2 separate regions of the Mus musculus genome follow, and region 2 is linked to region 1. A link is a contact called in public HiChIP or PLAC-seq data. All regions are on one chromosome and are shown on one strand. Each heading gives the region's core, a stretch centred on a gene start, on an enhancer-like site or on the middle of the called end of the contact. The rest is flanking DNA. Distances are from core to core; before and after follow the strand shown.

What was found. HiChIP or PLAC-seq counts read pairs in DNA pulled down with a chosen protein or histone mark.
Region 2: a contact with region 1 is called in an H3K27ac HiChIP or PLAC-seq map of embryonic fibroblasts, with 12 read pairs. The contact joins the promoter of Mylk3 here to the enhancer-like site in region 1. A contact is called at or near these places in 1 of 39 promoter capture datasets (erythroid cells), 1 of 484 Hi-C or Micro-C datasets (cardiomyocytes), 3 of 115 datasets of contacts at active chromatin or transcription factors (embryonic fibroblasts and embryonic stem cells) and 2 of 9 other capture datasets (adipose tissue and embryonic stem cells).

The regions. Positions count from the first base shown.
Region 1 is chr8:85,327,955-85,330,992 of GRCm38.p6, forward strand. It overlaps Mylk3 (myosin light chain kinase 3), which reads right to left. Exons shown (of 13, transcript NM_175441.5): 11 at 577-729. Among named protein-coding and RNA genes, the nearest start is that of Gm22336, 14 kb to the left of the region's middle. Within about 2 kb of position 1,472, at least 29 of the 459 cell types and tissues checked have an H3K27ac peak or open chromatin away from gene starts, as enhancers often do. A contact at or near this core is called in embryonic fibroblasts, where this site is marked.
Region 2 is chr8:85,363,833-85,366,870 of GRCm38.p6, forward strand. Mylk3 (myosin light chain kinase 3) reads right to left here and starts at 1,492. Exons shown (of 13, transcript NM_175441.5): 1 at 857-1,492. The coding sequence starts at 1,342.

The DNA of each region.
Region 1 (3,038 bases), core at 222-2,721:
GAGTGCCCAGCCTATGGTGGGTGGTGCATCAGCTATCCCTGGGCTGGTGGTCCTGGCTTCTATTAAAAAAAAAAAAAAAAAAAAAAGCAGGCTGAGCAAGTCAGTAAGCAGCATCCCCCCATGGCCTCTGCATCAGCTCCTGCCTCCAGGTTCCTGCCCTCACTGCTTTTGATGATGAACTGTTATACAGAACTGTGAATGAAATAAACCCTTTCCTCCCCGTGTTGCTTTTGGTCATGGTGTCTCATCACAGCAGAAGTCACCCTAAGACTTTGCTGAAGTCTAAGAATGCCTTTGTGACCAAGAAATGAAGTACTCAGACCTGTATTCCAAGGGTGATATCTACATACCTCAACTTTTTTCAACATTAGCTTATTATAAGTGGTAACATGGAAATAAAACTCATTTGTGATATAACTCTTCTAAGACTCTGCTGTCTAGCTGCTGCTCATTTTAATATTCCAAGCAAGTAAAAGACTAAGAAATTTCTCAGGAAGAAAGAATTCAGCATACTAGCTCAGCACGCAGATCAGGGCCCATTATAATGGCCACTGAATGACCAGCAAGTAAAAATACCTCTTCTCTTTGACCAGTAACCGGGAAACAAAGTCCTTGGCTTCCTCCGACAGCCCTTTGAAGGTATCAGCATCGAAATCCCAGCTGCAGTTCACAATAAAATTCATGGTCTCTGCATCTGTCTCCCCTAGAAATGGGGACAAACCACTGAGTCTATGGAGAAGAGAAAGGACCATGAGTATATCACAAGCTCAGTGTATCACAAGCTCGACTTCTGTAACTGCTCCATTGCATAAATTGGCTTCGCATGTTCTCATGAAGGTGGGAGATGGGGGAGAGGACATTCTGAACAATCTCCTATCTCATGCAGCTCTTTCCTTATCTCTACAGCAATGGCTCTCAGCCTTCCTAATGCCACCATTTAATAGTTGCTCATGTTGTAGTGACCCAACCATAAAATTATTTTCATTGTTATTTCATAACTGTAATTTCACTACTGGTATGAATTATAATGTAAATATCTGTGTTTTCTGATGGTCTTAGGTGACCCCTGGGAAAGGGTTATTCCACCCCCAAAAGGGGTCAAAACCCACAGGTTGAGAACCACTGCTCTAGAGTAACTGTAAAGTGTATTCTAACACAATGTGTCCACTAATCAGGTCTGTATTTATTGACTTTTGCTGTTGTTTGAGACAGGATTCTCGTGCCGGGCGGTGGTGGCGCACGCCTTTAATCCTAGCACTTGGGAGGCAGAGGCAGGCGGATTTCTGAGTTCGAGGCCAGCCTGGTCTACAAAGGGAGTTCCAGGACAGCCAGGGCTACACAGAGAAACCCTGTCTCGAAAAACCAAAAAAAAAAAAAAAAAAGAAAAAAGAAAAGAGACAGGATTCTCTAGTTATCCCTGGGTGTGCTGAAACTCACTATTATGACATACCAGGCTGGACTTGAACTCAGAGAGATCCTTGGGCCTCTGCCTCCTGAGTGTTTGGGATTAAAGGCACCAGCCACCATGTTCAAACAGCTTTCTATTTCTCTGATTCAGGCTCTAATAGATACTATTGTCCTTGAAGCCCATGAAATATTAGCTTTACTGGGCTCAGGCTAAGGCAGAGAGGCAAGATAACCTAGCTGACTGACTAAGGCTTTAAACTTTCCCTGCAGGATACAGCCAACACAAAGCCTTTTGTAGTCCCTGGGGGCCATCAAAGAAAGCTTAGCTAAGCATGGGTGTGTGTGAGCCAAAAGCAGCATTCCTCTGTGGTTTCCACTTCAAGTTCCTTGAGTTCCTGCCCTGTCCCCCCCCCCCCCCCAGTGTTGGTAGTATCTGAACCTCTGACCGCTCCTAAGTTGCTTCCATCCAAGTCTTATTACAGCAACAAGAATGAAACTAGAACAGGCTTAAGAAAATAGCTCAGGAAATCCAGTCAGAGAGAGAAAAGGAGCCACTCTTTGACATAACCACACAACACTGTTAATGTACCTCTTCTCTGACTGGTACCCAGTACCTGCATCTCTTTGCTTGATGTCTTTCCAACTGAAGCTTGTTTTTTATCACCCCGAAATATCAGGAAATTGACTCAGGCCCCACACTTAAGAACAACCCACAAAGAAGAAAGAACTGCTAGGAACCAACTCTTTCACCCCTCTGATAAAAATGCTCTGAGGGATGTTCTGCAATGGATTCCAGAGTTTCCCAGCCTGGTACATGTGTATTTCCTTTCTGTGCTATAAACAAGTCTTTCTCAATTTTGGGGCTCCTCCCAGCACTTCTCATCCTGACCTCAACCCTAAACCTTCCCCTCCCAGGGTCTTGGCTTCTCTTCCCTATGTAACTCAGCCATTTTGACTGCATGTTCTCTTGACTGTCTTTGTTGCCATGTGCTTTCTTGGTCTCTTGGCTTGCTCTTAGCCTCTTGGTCTTTGGCTTCTCCCTTGGTCCACTTGCCCCCCCCCCATTCCTCTTTTGCCTCCCCACCCCTATTCATGGTCTAGTTCAGTCTGGACTCTTCCAGATGCCTCTGGCTGTGCTCTACCTCATATCTGCAATAAAACCTTCTCAACTATACTTAGGAGCAGACATGTCCCCATTTTCATTCATCTGATGCTGAAACCACAGGATTGGTATAAATGAGCTCCCTTCCAAGAACTTGGCCTCTTCCAACCAAGCTGCTGATTTGACTCTCCTGAGATCATTTGCTACCACCTACCATATCTGACTCCAAATTCTAGAGTCCACCCCCTCAGCTGTTTCTTCCCTCCACCTGCTCCAACTGTATCTGCTTCCTTGCCTACTCTGTAAGTATCCTTTTTTCTGGCTTGGAGTCTCCTACACTCTCTGGCATGCCCACCACATGGGCATCTCTCTACTAAGAAACCTCCTACACCCTCTGGGACCCATCATGAAGGTGGACCCAGTCCACCTTCAGCAGTTTTCTCCTCTATCTGTTCTAACCACTCATCTCTCCTCTTCTTCTCAGTATCATCCCAGAGCTACCTGCTTTGTCTGCTATTACTACAAAAGC
Region 2 (3,038 bases), core at 242-2,741, 36 kb after region 1:
AAAAAGGGAAAGGTGTAAAACAAAATAGGAAAGTTCATGAACAGGCAGTTCACTGAAAATGTAAAAGGTTTTAAACCATATTCCATCCGTTAGTAGTCTGTCACCTTCTGTTCTTACATGAAAGTAGTTACTAAAGGCTGCTGTCTGCAGTACTAGGAAACCGAGAGCACCGTGCCCAGCCTCCCGTGAAGAGCAGGTCATGTAAAAACTATAAGGAAATGTGCTTTTGCTTTGTGCTTAGTTTCTGTTTTAAGGAAACAGGGGTTGGAACTAATGATCCAGGATTCATAAAATTTATGTAAATTATTTATAAAAGAAATTATTAACAATGTTCAAAGCCTTGAGGATGTAGCTTTAGTAACTACAAGACTGGGTTCAGGCTCTCTAGTCGGGAGAAGGAAAAAATGAAAAGGGAAATAGAGGAAAGAAGTTAGAATGATGTGAATCCTCAGACAAAGAGAGAGAGCACTTGACCCGACAGCTCTACAAGTCATTAAATCAGCACCGCTCCCCATTCCCTCTTTCTCCTCTCCTTCCTCTCCCTGAGCTCAGACCTCAGCACTCTCACAGCTAGTTTGTCCCTCATGTCTCGGTCGGTTGCCTGGAGTTGCCCAAGGATCCATTCTGACTGGATCACCACCTCATTCTTTTTGTTTTTGAAGAGAGTGGGGATCACTGGACTATGTGGAAATCCATCTATGGTCTTTAAATTTCCACCTTTCATTTCCTCTACAACAAGACACAGAATACACAAGGAAACACTGTCTCCAGCTCTCCTAAGAACCATTTCCTGTCCCAGTTCCCCATCAGGGTCTCCGGAAACCACTCCAGCCAGGTCAGGGAATCCAGAACCAACCTCCTCCGGGCCATCGGCCAGACTGCCTTTTCTCCCGGGCACGGTTCCTTGCATGATGAAATCAGCCACCTTGGAATTCTGGAATGTGGACCCTACCAAAGTAATAGCCCTGTCCACAGCCACCACCATCTTGAAGAGGGCTTCGAGCCTGGCACCATGCTGGGCACCCTCCTGCCGCACAGCCCTCACCAGCTCCAGGACCTCAGGCCATGCGGCCTGAGCCGTGGTTGGGGGAGTGCTGCCAGACCCTGCCAGACTCAACTCCCGGGAGGCCTCCAGCCGATGCAGATCTTGTTCCAGGTGATCCATGCCTTGGCACACACACTGCAGCTTCTCTGTGACATCTTCTTGGAAATGCAAGAGTCTGTCGACCTTCTCAGTCAGCACATTAAGTTTTTTGTCCATGGTGGCTAAGCAGGCTCCGCCCAATGCTGGCAGACCCTGGGGGGCCAGACCCTCTGGGTCCTCCTCTGAAACTCCTGACATCCCAATTCGGGTTTGCTAAGGACAAAGGCAAGGAACCTGCAGCACCACGGATCTGCGGATCTGCCTTTCACTTTGGTGCTAACATCTGGAAGGCCATTGTCCTCCGCTGGTAAGAGCCTTGCTGCAGAGCCTCAGCCTGCCCTCCTGACTGAGCTGTTTGGGGGAACGGAGAGGGCCAAGTTCTCTGTGTTTCTGCCTTGTCTATCTCGCACTCAGCCACTGAGAGAGTGACAGGCTGAGTTTGGCCCAGGCCCTTCTCCTGGGGCCTCTTTGACATCATGGTAACAATTAACATTCCTCTTTAAGAGGCTGCTGACTGCAGATATTTTAAGAGTCTGCCCAGAGAAGGCTGGGGCTCATATAGTTCTTGCTAAAGAATGGAAGAAAAATGTCTTTTAACATGCAAACAGGGAAGGGGAATCCATGAGACCCAACCCTTAAACAAAGAACTGGAGACAACCAAGGAAAGCTGAGAATTAGTCTTCCCCAGGGATGAGCCCTAATTGGTTATCCCATACCAAGTGGTCGGCCCTGAAATAATATGCATACAACTAACGCTAAATAAACCAGTAAATTGTATTTATAGATTTATGTGTTTTTATACATATAATAATAACAATAAAGAAAACGAATTTGAGAGGAACTGAGAGGGATTGGATGGAGGAAAAAGAAAAGGGAAATTATATAATTGCAATTTAATTTAAAAGAAAAATAACAGGGTGCTGTTGGTGCACGCCTTTAATCCTAGCAATTGAGAGGTAGAGGCAGGCTGATTTCTGGGAGTTAGAGGCTAGCCTGGTCTAACAGAGAGAATTTCAGGACAGCCAGGGCTATACAGAGAAACCCTGTTTTGAAAACAAACAAACAAAATAGAATAGAATAAAATGCAGAAAAACATGTCCTCATTTACATACAAATTCACTTTGATCTCTAAAAAAGGATAAAAGTATGCATACTAACAAACTGTCTTAAAGTAAACTCCTCTGTGATTTATTATCCCTACGGGAGCATCTCCTCAGCTAGACTATGCAAAGGGGTTTTCAGAACTCCAGGCGCTGAGGAGACGGAATCCCACAGCCACACACACATTTAATTCCCAACACAAGGCAAGACGAAGGCAGAGTAACCTATGAAGCCCCGCCATCGAGCTCGGCCTTTAACCATCATGAAATGTTAATGTGTCTGCAAACTAAAAATGAGCTTTCTGTTGCTGTTCCCTGTTTGGATGGTCCATGATACGTGGATTTGGACTGCCTGTGGGGAAAGTCTACAGCTCATGCCTCTAGCAAACATGCTCGTGGGACCCCTACCTAAACACAGATCTGAGAAACAACAATCTAGCGTACTCACGAAATGCAACCCCACAAGTCATGTTCCTTTAAAAAAAAATACCCTCTGCCGACATATACCAGCGACCTCCTGGCTCCCTGTAATGATGATAATGAACAAATCAGACAACAGTGTCTCAGGTTCCAAGCTCTCTAGTGTCACAGAGAACAAGGAGGCCTGTGTTTCTGTGCTTTTCAAACACTTCAAAAATACTGTGCTTGAGTCAGACTCTTACAGAAGCATCAGCACCTGAGGTGGACACATTCAGGTCACAGCTGGTATGGGACACAAAAGTGCCAAGGATGTCCCAGGCCAGTATGACAACTTTCATGCAGTCCCTTGAAGGAAATAGCAGGGCCTGAGAGGA